Linked DNA regions of Triticum aestivum: region 1 is linked to region 2. Evidence: chromatin contacts called from public Hi-C data. All regions are on one chromosome and are shown on one strand. The core of a region is the stretch at or near the end of the contact, and the rest is flanking DNA. Distances in the headings are between cores, read along the strand shown.

The links. A called contact is a pair of places that touch in the nucleus more often than the background predicts.
Region 1: a Hi-C map of leaf shows a contact between it and region 2, with 5 times the contacts expected there. The contact joins the promoter of LOC123123958 here to the promoter of LOC123123925 in region 2. A contact is called at or near these places in 2 of 5 Hi-C or Micro-C datasets (both in leaf).

The regions. Positions count from the first base shown.
Region 1 is chr1B:359,013,509-359,019,635 of IWGSC CS RefSeq v2.1, forward strand. It overlaps LOC123123958 (vacuolar protein 8), which reads right to left and starts at 4,641. Exons shown (of 2, transcript XM_044544623.1): 1 at 4,054-4,641; 2 at 98-2,074. The coding sequence starts at 4,201. The coding sequence ends at 354. It overlaps LOC123123978 (protein COFACTOR ASSEMBLY OF COMPLEX C SUBUNIT B CCB2, chloroplastic), which reads right to left. Exons shown (of 7, transcript XM_044544656.1): 7 at 5,419-6,127.
Region 2 is chr1B:358,524,623-358,531,317 of IWGSC CS RefSeq v2.1, forward strand. LOC123123925 (2-oxoglutarate-Fe(II) type oxidoreductase hxnY) reads right to left here and starts at 4,491. Exons shown (of 11, transcript XM_044544581.1): 1 at 4,255-4,491; 2 at 3,983-4,178; 3 at 3,401-3,481; 4 at 3,185-3,236; 5 at 2,896-3,017; 6 at 2,055-2,155; 7 at 1,794-1,852; 8 at 1,538-1,594; 9 at 1,316-1,361; 10 at 1,018-1,097; 11 at 577-861. The coding sequence starts at 4,335. The coding sequence ends at 801.

The sequences.
Region 1 (6,127 bases), core at 3,391-5,890, 490 kb after region 2:
GATGAAATGAGATTGCTGCCCCAGGTCTTTGTTAATATGCAGAGCCAAGGAGAGGTTAGAATTGGCCTTAAAATCAAAACTCAGCACACAATACAAATCGGCAAATGTTCTTCACTGAACATTCTTTTATTGGCATTCTTCAGCCTAAGTTAAAGAACAAATGCATTGTGCATCAACTGCCTGACATAGGTGACATACACATTAACCAGCGGTACTACAACGCGGTATGTTAAAAGGTTCAGATCGGCAACAGTACTACTCTCTGCAGTCTGCACTGCCTTCATAGAGACTATGAACACAGGACGGCGGCTCTTTTTACAGGTTCACGGCAAAACGGAACGCTTCTCCTTGCTTTACTTCCTAGTGAATAGGGTGCGCAGCTTGCCACGCTCCAGCTTCTCGAGCAGCTTCTTGGCGCCGGCCACGTCCATCTCGGAGAGCTTCTTCAGGTACCCAATGGCGCCCTGCGCGATCATCAGCTTCTTGCACCGCTTGCTCGCCGACAGCGCCAGGAGGCAGGAGATGGCGTACTTCTTGGCCGTGTTCCCCGGGCTCGGGTCCAGCAGCTGCACCAGGTTCGGCACGCTCTTCTCGTCCTTCTTCACGTCCCTCGCGTTCGCCGGGCAGCTCATCAGCGTCGCCGTCGCCTGCGCCGCCACCTCCCGCGCGCCGTTCGACTTGGCCTCCAGCAGCCGCACCAGCAGCGGCATGCACCCGTGGTCGCCCACCAGCCGCTTCATCTCCGGGGAGCTGGAGATCTTGCAGATGGCCGCCGCGGCTGCCTGCTGCGCGCCCACGGAGCCGTCGCGGAGCACGTGCGCGAGCCGCGGGAGCACGCCGAGCGACACGAGGTTGTCCGGCGAGACGGCGGACACGAGGTTGCGGAGTGCGCCCACGGCGGACTCCTGCGGCAGCGGACCGTCGAGGTAAGCGAGCAGGCTGGGCAGCGCGCCCTCGGACACCACGGCGCGCCGCAGGTTGTCGTTGCTCGACGTGAAGTTCTGCAGGCACTCCGCCGCGTACTCCTTGGAACCCAGCACGACGCCGCGGTCGAGCAGGCTGATCATGACGCGCGCGATGCCTTCCTCGGCCAGCGCTTGCCGGACCTCCGGCACCGCGGAGAGGTTCTTGAGCGCGCCCGCCGCCGCGGATTGCGAGATGGAGTCCCCTGTCTGGCAGATTTCGATGAGTGGACGGACGCCGCTGTGCCCGACGATGGCGCGGGCAATCTCGGGTGACATGGACAGACGCTGCAGCGTGATGACGGCCTTCTCCCGGCCAACAAGGCTGCCGGACTCTGCCAGCCGGATGAGCGGCGGCAGCGCGCCCTCCGACACCAGTAAGCCCTCGCAGCTTCCGGACTCGGCAAGCAAGCAGAGCACGGTGGCTGCCTTCTCCCTGATCTTGGGCGCCGTCGCCGTCAGCAACTGCACCAGCGCGGCCACGTTGCCACGGCCGAGCGCCGACAGCACACTCTTCTCGTCCTCGCGCAGCGCATCAAGGAGCCCCTCCACAGCCCGGTGCTTCGCCTCGGCGTGCCCGATTTGCAGCCTAGCGAGTAGCTCCCGCACGTCCGTCTGCGAGGCTTCTGCCGCCGCCGCCTCAGCCGGAGGAGACGGAACCGTCACATCTGACAGCACGCCGGTCTTGACAAGCAGCGCGCAGTCCCGGAGGTTGAGGTCCAGCTTCCCGGCGAGAGCGTCCAGGTCGCTCTGCATCTGCAGCTTGCCAGCCTTGGGCGGCTCGCGGCAGAGCACGCCGAGCTCGGCGGCCTCGGCGAGGGTGGCAGCAACGGACTGCAACAGCTCCCGGCAGAGCGCGTTCTTGGAGAAGCAGGGGTGGCTGGACAGGTCGGACAGGCACGGCGGCACCCTCTCGAGCCTCGCCGCGATGGCCTTCCACCGCGCGCCAAACCCCGTCGCCGCGCGCGCCGCGTCCAGCGCCGCCGGCACCAGGCCCCGCGCCCGCTCGAGCAGGTCCTCCGCCGTCCCGGTCGGCGCGTCCCCGGCCGCGGCCGGACAGCTGTGCAAGCTCATTTCCTGGTCGCACCAGTTACAACACCGCGCCTTGTGATCTGCAGGCATCCACTAGATTAGCAACGCTCCCACCTCAGTCAGTAAAGGAAGAAGCGGACAAATCCTCGAAAAGAAAACAACGAAGAAGAAGCTAGAAGGGGACACAGGAAGGAATCCTCCGGTATTTTAAACGAATCAAAATCCGTCGTGGAAAGCTACTGCTAACCTCATCTAGCAATCTAGCATGTTCTCCCCCGGCCTTTGCATTGCTTTGGGTGGACGAAATGCGAAATCGGGCGGATCATGAGCTGCGGGCGGCGACACGCAAGATCATGAGCTGGTACGATGGCCCTATCAAAATTCCCAGGCTTTCTCACTTGCTTTGCACTGTTCGGTAACAGAATAAATTCAGGCTGGAGGCATTCTGAGTTTTGACCCGCGGAATGAGGGCTAGGTAGGTGACGAGTGAATGAGAACAAACAAATAAATAAATTCAGCAACGGGAGAGATGGCCAAGTGGTGCGAGCAGAACGGAACGGGATACGTACTAGAACTTAAGCCGAGTGCGGCGGCGGGTGGCGTCTCAGGAAAATTCGCAATCTATTGGAGTGCTTAGGACAAAAGGAGTATGATTTCGGTACTCATAATTTTCACACTAGAGTAGAGCAGGAATACTTTCTTGTATTCTAATCCAAAGATCTGGCGCTTTCGTAACACAAAAGAATCATGGGGAAATAATTGCGTGGGGCGACGTATCGTAGACGAGCCGATAAGCCCTTCAAAAAGCTGCATGCCATGTGAAAAAGAAAAAGGCAAAAAAAAAAAAAATCTCACCACAATTCTTTTACGTACTACTCCCTCCGTTTCTAAATATTTGTCTTTCTAGACATTCAAATGAACTACAATATACGGATGTATGTAGACATTTTAGAATGTAGATTCACTCATTTTACTTTGTATGTAGTCACTTGTTGAAATCTCTAGAAAGACAAGTATTTAGGAACGGAGGGAGTACAAATTTTATCACGAGCTTCTAGAGTAGACACGCATGCACGGAAAGAGATCCTGCAGACTTTATTTAACCTGACCCGAGATTAACACTAGCTAACCACTCCAGTTAAAAAAGAAAGTGGGTCCACCTGTCATCGGCACATGGAGGGACGCACCGCGCACGCGATCTGCGTAACACGATGTCTTTTTCTCCTTGGCCACAACTTTCCCAAGCGGTGCGTGCCGTACGGCCACGCTGGGGCCGGCGTGTCAGCGAGCGAGCGCGCGGGTGGCGGGGCACCGCATCATGAGCCGGATCGGCAGCGTCCGCGGGGAACCCAAACGAGGCCGACCGAGCCCAGAGCACACGACCTCGGGCTCCCGGATCCGAACGCACGGGGTGCTTGGGGTGTGGGCCCGGGGCAGCCTTTCGCTTTGCTTTCAGAGAGAGGCGAGGCAAAGCCGCACGCGTCATCGGGAGCGGGCAGCGCGGTGAATACAACTGTCGTATTGTGTGCCAGCGACGTGCGAGCGCCGGCGTGGACAGCGTCGGCGGCGGCTAGGCGCCGGCACGGATGAGGACGGGATTTATTATTGTGGTCTGGCCCTGTACTTTTGCTAAAATCGTAGAGATGCCCCTAGATAGAAAGTTCTGTAAATTTTCGAAAATAAAAACGGAGTATCTCGCAAACTTAGAAATCCCTCTATTAAAGTGTGCTTTAGAAAAAAAGTTAAAAAGAAGGGGGAAACGCTGTAAATTTTCGAAAATAAGTCGCTCCCAAATCTCCCTCGTATCTTTCTCAAACTTAGGATCATGCGCCCCAATTCGCAAACACTTGGAGGAAGCTTCTGAAATCTACAAGGTGGACGGACACAGGGAGAAAAGCCCCGGTGATGCTTAGCTTGGCTTCCAAGCCTGCCAAGGGAGCACGGGAAAAGTCGGCCGCGAGGAAGCAAAGGCGAAAGGCAACGGGACGCGTATCCAGCCCAGAGACCACGTGCAGAAAAAAAATCAAGGCGAGATGAAGCAAGCAAGCGAGCTAGTTACCTCGCCCTCCGGTCCACTCGCTTCCGCTGGACGCGCCCCCGCTCGCCGCTGCTCCGTCCCTCCTCCCGACGCCGACCGCCAGCGCGAAGAAACCCACGAGAGCTAGTACCGCCGCCGCCGCTGCTGCTACGATGGATATGCCAATCATCAATCAATCAGTTGCCCATCATAAGGGTCAATGGATCGCCAGCATCCAATTCCTCAGTGAGTAGGAGTGCGCGCGTGGGAGTGAGAGGTGAGAAGAGCAGGGCAGGAGCAACCAGAGAGGATTGGGGAATGATCGCCAGCATCCGCGCTGGCCTTGTAGGCTTGTAGCGAGCGAGCCGCGTCCGACAGGTCCCTCTGGCGTCGCGCCGCGCAGTTTCGAGCGAGTCGTTGGGGAGACGGCCTTCCGAATTTATTTCTCTCCGGGCGGGCGCTGCTCTGCTTGGCTGCTAGCAGTGGTGTGTGTGGGGAGTGGAGGACGAGGAGGTGTTTTGAATTGGGGCGAGGCGGGCCGTCGGATCGGGGAGAGGAGGGGGGCACGTGGGAGTGGGATGGATGGTGGGGGTCGGGGACCTGCAGCCGCGGGGATCCGACCGTTTGAGCGCTGCTGGTTTTGAATCGGTGAGTGGCTGCTGCTGCCACTCGCTCGTCGTCCTTTTACGGCTTTTGGCTGACATCCGCTGCAGCTGGAGGGAGTGGGAGGGTTTTTGAATTGAATGGAGGTCGCTGCCGTTTCGACTGTTCTACCCACGAGTGCTTGGCGATCTAGTCTTACACGATCTGACGATGCCGTTTGAATAAGCTTGACATCTTGTGGTTGAGGGTATTTTTGGATTCAACATAAACACATGGTAAGATCACCCTTTATCAGTAAAACTAAGCGATTAAGTTCTAAATCACCTTTTAATTGTACGATCAGTGTATGTGATGGTTTCATCTTGCGTCGCTGTTTGGAACAGAACCCGTCGCGTTACATGTGCGCGCCTCCTTTCAGATAAAAGTGGCTTTCAGCTCATCGCAAAGCTAATTTTAACCAACAGAATTTTCCAATCGCACAACACAAGGCAGGATTAGGTGTCAGTGTCTCATCCAGTATACCACGTACACGTACAGGTACTTCACGGGTTGGGAATAGAGTACTTTGCATACGAACGCCATGCTATGTCACTGTCTTGTTTGGAGGGATCCGCCCGTCCATCTACCTATCCGTGTCCGGTTGCCGTGCGCCACCATTTATTTGTGGTGCGTGCCCATCGGCTGGCGTTGCAAGCCTGTATTTATGACTTGTGGTGAGCTTACCAATCACCGTTCCCTAGTCACATGAGCATTTTCAGCTCGCCTCCTTCTCCTTTTGCAGAATCAAACTAGGGAAAGAGTAAATACCCGATGAGAACGCACCGAACCGTGCAAATCCTGTTCAAATGTTCCCTTTTACGACTCTTAAGTTCGTACTACCCTTGGCCGCGGTACACTGTTTTAGAATCGTTGAAAATTTGTACACCCATTCGACCAGAAATTTCCCAGCAACGAAGCAATGCATATCCTCCCCAGAACCACCACTGCCCCTTTGCTGCCAGTTCACACAAAAGACGAGTGGACCATTTAACCGATCGATCTCCAGCGTGACAGTAGCCACACGGCGAACATGGTACCATACAGTACAGAATACAGCTTGATGCTTCAACCATATCAGACGGCATGCATTAAACAACACCGCATGAGACGGCGTAGGTAGTAGGTGCACACTCAAGCTTGTGAGAGAGCCCAGCAGAGGGCTCCTGGGAGAAGGCTTTGGAAGGATGCCCAACTGATAATGTTCCAGGCCAAGTGATTTCAAACCACAAGAAGCCAAGGCAGATCAAGATCACAGGATGATGATGAGGCGTTGAGGACGGCTGATAGGAACCACCCAACGCTCTAGCTCAGACCACAGCTTCAGCTGGAAAAGATGGGGGTGGTTGGTGGGCTAGTTAAACATGTAATGGCATTGCAGAGGTCCATCAACTAATAGTTCGTCGCTCCATGGCGCCGCTTGCGTGTTCCGCCTCTGCCTCCAGCTGTTGCAAAGTACACATTCCAAGCAGAGACT
Region 2 (6,695 bases), core at 3,241-5,740:
TCGATATTACTACCGAAGTTACTCCCATTATGGCTAGTCTTAGTGATGTTGTTGTTGTAGTACTTGTCAACATAAAACTGTGAGCACGGAATTCCTCGACACCAGCTGACATTGGCTTGTTTGTTGGGCCGAGACTTGGATGGCAACATACACTTTAACCTGACCATTCAGAACTAGTCTTGAGTCTTGGTCTAAATTTCACAGTTTCACCTGGTATCATGGTATGGGTGGCTAATCAACTGGCGCCACTCAACCCGCGGGCTCAAGCTTTCGCGACTTCGGCTCTGACCGTTCTCAGGCTCTGATCGAGTCACGCAGTCAGTTTCTGGACGAATCTGAGTGTTTCAGACAGAGTATGTCAATTAGGAGTGACACCCGTCGTCGTCTCGGCCTCGCGCACCTGAGTCTTTTAGGTTCAAACTGCTTGTTCTAGAGTCTAGACTAGACTGCCGGTGCATGTCAACTTTCTAGATGGGTATATTGGCCATGTTCGTATGAACAAAGAGATGTATAGATGGAGATGGATGGATGGATGGAGATGGAAACCACTTCTCCCAAAGACCAACAAGCTAAACGGAGGGGAAAGAGGAGGATATGCACCGTTTATTTACTTCTGTGAGACCATATTATGACGATACAGATTAGTCAAGCACGCACTAGAACCGTTACAACTGTACTGCAACTACGTTTACAGTCATAATACGCATTGCAATTTTACAGGAAATACAACTCTGTCTTCAGATACAGGTGTGTAGATCTAACATATTTTACCAGATAACTAAACGTCGAAATCCCGCTAGTTATTTGTATGTGGCACTTAATCGTTCTTTCAAATAGTCACCCGCCGTGATAGGTGGAAACCTGAAAAGGCACTTCAAGAATTGTGACAATCAAACTTTAACATATACTCCCTCTGTAAAGAAATATAAGAGCGTTTAGATCAGTAGTGATCTAAACGGTCTGATATTTCTTTCCGGAGGGAGTAACTACTAAAATCTTTGGGTAAAAGAAGAGGACCTTGGAGGATATGCTTCGCAGCAACAGCTTTCCAAGCACTGCACCACTAGATCGGGTCTTGGGTCCAGGAAGTAAGCCGCCTGATGCATATAAAACGTGTGTAAATGATAACGCGCCAAACATGCTTTAACATTAAATCATAAAATCTATGAGCTGTGATGCTACTTCTATGTTACTGGTGGTGGTTTTCCCATGAAAAAAGAGCAACACCTGACTTCTTCAAGAGATATGTTGTAAACAATGATGGGAAGTGAAAACCCTTTACGAAAAAACTGAATTCAGTAGTCAGGATACTCACAGAATATCGCTCTTTGCCAACTGCAACAACCCGATGAAGCGTAGATCTGCAAGTCACAGAAAAAAGTGCATAACAATCAAAGTTTGTGCACAAGGTTTGTGTAGAGATAAATTAGACCGGTAGTGCATAAGACATCAATCAAAGAGTCTGAGCATTTCAGAAGGTCTGGAACAACTCCTACTGCAGACATGATGGATTCCACACATGTTAAAGATGCAGTACCTGAAAACACAATTCGTCCACCTTTCTAGCAAATCGCCAATGTTAACAATAAGGGTCCTACAAGTTCACAAGATTTGTTAGCATCATTTACCATACCTGCAAGCAACACATATTATCTAAAAGCATGCAAACAGGGGTTCAGCAAGTAGACCGAACCAACAAGCAAATAGAGAATTAGAAGCCATTCAAAGCTTCTACAATAATAATTACCACAAAAGGCACCAGACTATAACGCTGTTTATGAAGAAATATTTACCCATCAACGTGACGAACATCTTCCCAGAGTTGAGGATGCCTATCCTTCTCCCTGCATATCTGCACACTCACAACAGTGCAAGTATCCAGCATATAAATTATAAATGCAAAAACAATGATGTCATGATTTCTACTTTTCTAAAATGAGATCTATTGTTTGTTGAAGTGGCAATGGGGACATAGCCCCCTGCTCAACCAATTTTTTTGAGCATATATTTTGTACATGAGTATTAGCTGCAGAAGAGAGAAGAAATGAAGTTACCTGCAAGCCAGGAGTCCCATCTGTTGCCAGAAGAGTTATCATTCCATAATCTGAATGAGCTGATGCACCATAATTTCCATTATCAGACTCATTTACTTCACCTACAATAAACTTTTTATTATTTTCCATTCTTTTTTCTCTACAAAAATCTCATTTAGAAAGGAAAAAAAATAAGAAATACTATGTAAGGAAACACTCGCATTATCAGACTTGGTTACTTCACCTACAGTAAACTTGGAATTCTTTTTCCATTCTTTTTTCGCTACAATGCCCTAGCCAGGGTTCAAAATTCAAGTGCTATGCTAAATCTTGCAGCGCCACAGTCCTTGTTGGAACTGCTGCCCCTGTAGAAAACTTGTGTTGTTGGTCAATTGTAGGTGATCGCTTTTTGGTGCGGCAGATTTTTTGGGGGTATGTTTTCTTCAGTTTTTAGATTCTGTAGTATTATCAGACTTTGTCATGATCAGCAGTGCAGCTTTAAGCAGCATAATGTACAGGAACTGCTGCTAAAAGGACATAGCTAAGGTTGCAAATATGCTTTCTACACTAAATCTGAAGTATCAATGATGTACAGGATTTTAGTTATTAGGTAGTAACACGAGGGATGTGGATGTGGCGTGGACAATTGACTAGAGGCGAGAATGTAGTGACTGAAGGCACGGCATGGAGTGCATAGCATAATCAGCATATGTTCGAACAGTGTGATTTTGATCCATGGCAAAGCACGGGTACTAAGCTAGTGTGTGAAAGAAGACAGCCAAGATCTAGCCTTCCACAGGATATGATTAGAATAGAACTTCTGATTCTTTCGAATGACATAAAGGAAATATAATGATGTGACCTGGGTAGTGCAATAACCGAATAACTTCTGAAGAGCAGTCGACTGCACCAATGTTCTGAAAGAATTCAGCTTCTAGGTCCAGACTCAGAGCAATTAGAGAGAGTATCCTTTTGCCAGCAGCCCTGGTTGGTGATCAGAAATAACATTGACTATAGTTATTTTAGATAGCTCAATAAAAGGAACATACAAATGCAACAATTGAAATCTGAAGAAATGATCGTTCTAATACAATTGATCGATTTCATTTTGCTGAGACACACATACACACACACACAAAAAAAAAACTCACAGTGCAGCTGCATGGTACAGCTTCATTGTATCCTTCCAAGATGGAAATCGCTCTGCAGTTAAATTAACCAGACAAGGTTTCATTTTGTCTGTTGAGAAGAAGCATGGCAGAAAAAGGAGAAGACCCAAATAACAGGACTGATGTTTATATATACTTATAAGGATGACAGTTAACAAACTTATCAGTTCTTAAGAGATGACAAAGCAGATTAAGCACCTTTAGGAGGCCATTGGTTAGGATCATTCGGCATATCTACGTCCCCGACCGCCCCAATGTAGAAACTCTCCTTGAGGTCTCCTGCTCAATATCACAAAATTCACAATCAGGTATCACAATATATCACTAGAAACAGCAGAAATGCTGAAGGTCAAGTCTAGAAGGCGCGGTGGTTGCTTCAAGCTATAGGATGTGAGAAACTGAGGATAATATCAGTGGGTTCTTCAACCCCTATTCTGCTCTGCTACATTTGTAACTAACTAACTCTCTCCCCACCAGGCCACCACAACATCTGAGCAGACAAAGTAACTGAAGCACGATGACAAATACTTCTAGGCTTCTAGCTACCCTGGCTTCAAAAGAATCATGTGAATATTCTATTGTCTGCGGACAAAGTAATGACGTTCAGCTAGTTGTTCAGTTTTAAATGTCACAAGTCCTAAACAATGTTGCTCCAAGAGAACAGTTTCCCATCTCAGTAAACAATACTGTTGGTAACCTGGCACGTATCCTGAGCCATAATTTATACTACTTGGATTTAACACAGAGGTCGATTCAGGTAGATCAGGAACTGGATTTAACCCTGGAATTCGGACGACGCGTCGAGCTTCTCGGTGTAGGGCGCGGTGTAGCCCCGGTGGGCGCTGTTCCTCTGCAGCAACATCTTCTCCTCCAGCGGCAGCTCGAAGAACTTCTTGCTCTCGGCGAACAGCGCCTCCAGCAGGCCGTCCTGGATCCCGTGGTTGGTGACGTAGAAGAACCCGCTCTCCACGCATGCCTGTAAACCAAACCAAATCGCACATGGCGTGACGCTTCTTGGTGACTCCACACAAAAGAGAAATCATGCGAGCAACCTTCCGGACGGCATCCACGGCGGATTTGATGTCGGGGGGCGCGAGGTCAACCACGGGGAGGTTCAGGCTACCGCCGGCCATCGCCTGCTGCTCTGCTTCTGCTGACGCCTGCGTCTGACTATGTCTGAATCTCGGTCAGTCTAATCTTTATGGATGAGCTTCGGCGGAAGGCTCGGCTGGGCTAGAGCAGACCTGGACCCCCGCCCGGACCGGATGTAAAAGGGCCTGGCATAGCACGGCCCTTGCCGCTGAGAGCTCCTAGTTGGCGCCTTCTGCGCCGGTTACCTTAAGTGGCGCCTGTAGGGCGTCGTTGGTGGGCTGTTTCTTCGCTGGCCCAAGTAGTTGCGCGCTTATACTGTTTCTTTCGACTGTTTCTTCGTTCGGCTGTTTGTTCGTTCTGCTGTTTCTTCTACCTTTCGACAATACAATTCGAACTGCAAATTTCTTTCCGAATATGTATGAAATGAAATATGCTTGAACAAAATATGGAACGAACTTTCTTAACAATGGAAAAATCTCCATAAATCACAGAAACCTGCTGATTGAAATCTTTAAGAATTTGGATCTGGCTTCCAGTAATTTAGTTGTTTGAAAGGAAAATTCTTTGTAAGAAGTACAACTGAATTAAAAAATTAATGCTCGGGACAGATTTCGAACATGTGCAGTTTCACTAACAAACGAGTTCTGCTAACCACTCGGACTACTTACAACTAGTGATAGGTAACAGCGCAAATTATGTAATAACAATGTTGCAGTGGTAATTTATTGGACAAAACTGTACCAATTACTATTTTTTGAATTATTTGATGAACAAAAATCAGGAATTTGAAAAGGTTCATAGATTTCGAACAAAGTTCAATTTTCAAGAAAAGTTCACAAACTTGAAAAAATGTTCATCAATTTTCAAACAAAAGTTCATCGATTTTGAATATGTTCATCAAAATTTGAAAAAAGTTCATCAAAATTGAAAAAAGTTCATGGATTTCAAAATTAGTTCATCAATTTTCAAGAAAAGTTCACAAACTTGAAAAAAGTTCATCAATTTTTAAACAAAAAGTTCATCAGTTTTTAAAAAAGTACAGCAAATTTAAAAAAGTTCATCGAAATTTGAAAAAAGTTCATGAATTTTCAAAAAAAGTTCATCAATTTTCTAGAAAAGTTCACAAACTTGAAACAAAGTTCATCGAAATTGAAAAAAGCTCATGAATTTCCGAAGAAAGTTCATTGAGTTTGAAAAACAAGTTCATGAATTTTTTAGAAAAGGTTCATGGATTTTTGAAAAGTTCATGGATTTTTGATGCACAGTTCATGGATTTTTGAAAAGTTCACGATTTTGGAAAAAGTTGACTGGATTTGGAAAAAGGTTCGTCAAATTTGGAAAGAAATCCTTGTTTTTTTTAAAAAAGTGCATCATTATCAAAAAAGTTCATTGCATTTGAAAAAATGGTCAAATATTTGAAAAAAGTCCATCATTCAAAAATACAGAAGGAACAGATTCAATGGAAAAAAGAACACAGTCTTCAAAAATGAAAAAAAAATACCCGAATAACAACCTCCCCGGAAATGACCAATGAACCGTGAAGAAAACCGGCTAGGGAAGTTTTTTGACGCTTCCCAAAACCAAGGGATTGCCGCGATTGAAGATACAAATAAAAACAAAAAAAGCAAGTTACGAAACAGTAGTTGTTCGATGGCCTAGTGGTAGCTGTGTTGGGGTCGCTGCAACTGGTCATGAGTTCGAACTTCCGTGGCGCACATTTTCTGAACTTTTAAACAGAAAAGAAGAAGATATACATGGGCCGGCCCAGGTCGCAGTGGCTGCAGGCGCCCGTTTGCGAAATGCCCTATAACGGGCGCCTGCAGCGCTAAATAGGAAATGCCAGACCCGCTTGCGTCAGGCGCCTAAATAAATAGACCGGCTCGCGTCAGGCGCCTAAATAAATAGACCGGCTCGCGTCAGGCGCCTAAATAAATAGATCGGCCCGGTGTGCAGGAGCCACAGACGAAAAATGTTAAATTTGTATAGAAGAAAATGTTTATCATGTATATAAAAATGTATACAATGTGTAGGAAATGAGTTAATCATGTATTTAAAAATTTAATCAAGCATTTAAAAAATATTAATTAAGTACTTGAAATTTTCTAATCAAGCATTCAAAAAACTTTAAATCTGTAAAGAAAAATGTTTGTCATGTATATAATGTTGATCATATATTTAAAAATATTAAAAGTATATAAAAAATATTCCTAATGTACACAAAAAAATGTACATTGTGTGTGAAAAAAAATTAATTTCCATTTTAAAAAGTATGTCGTGTATTGAAAAATGTTTACCATGTACTAAAATGCTAATCTTGTATTATTATTATTCTGCATGGTAATATGTGTCTTATTTATATCATAAGGATCATAGTACAAGCTACGTACATACCGACCTAGCA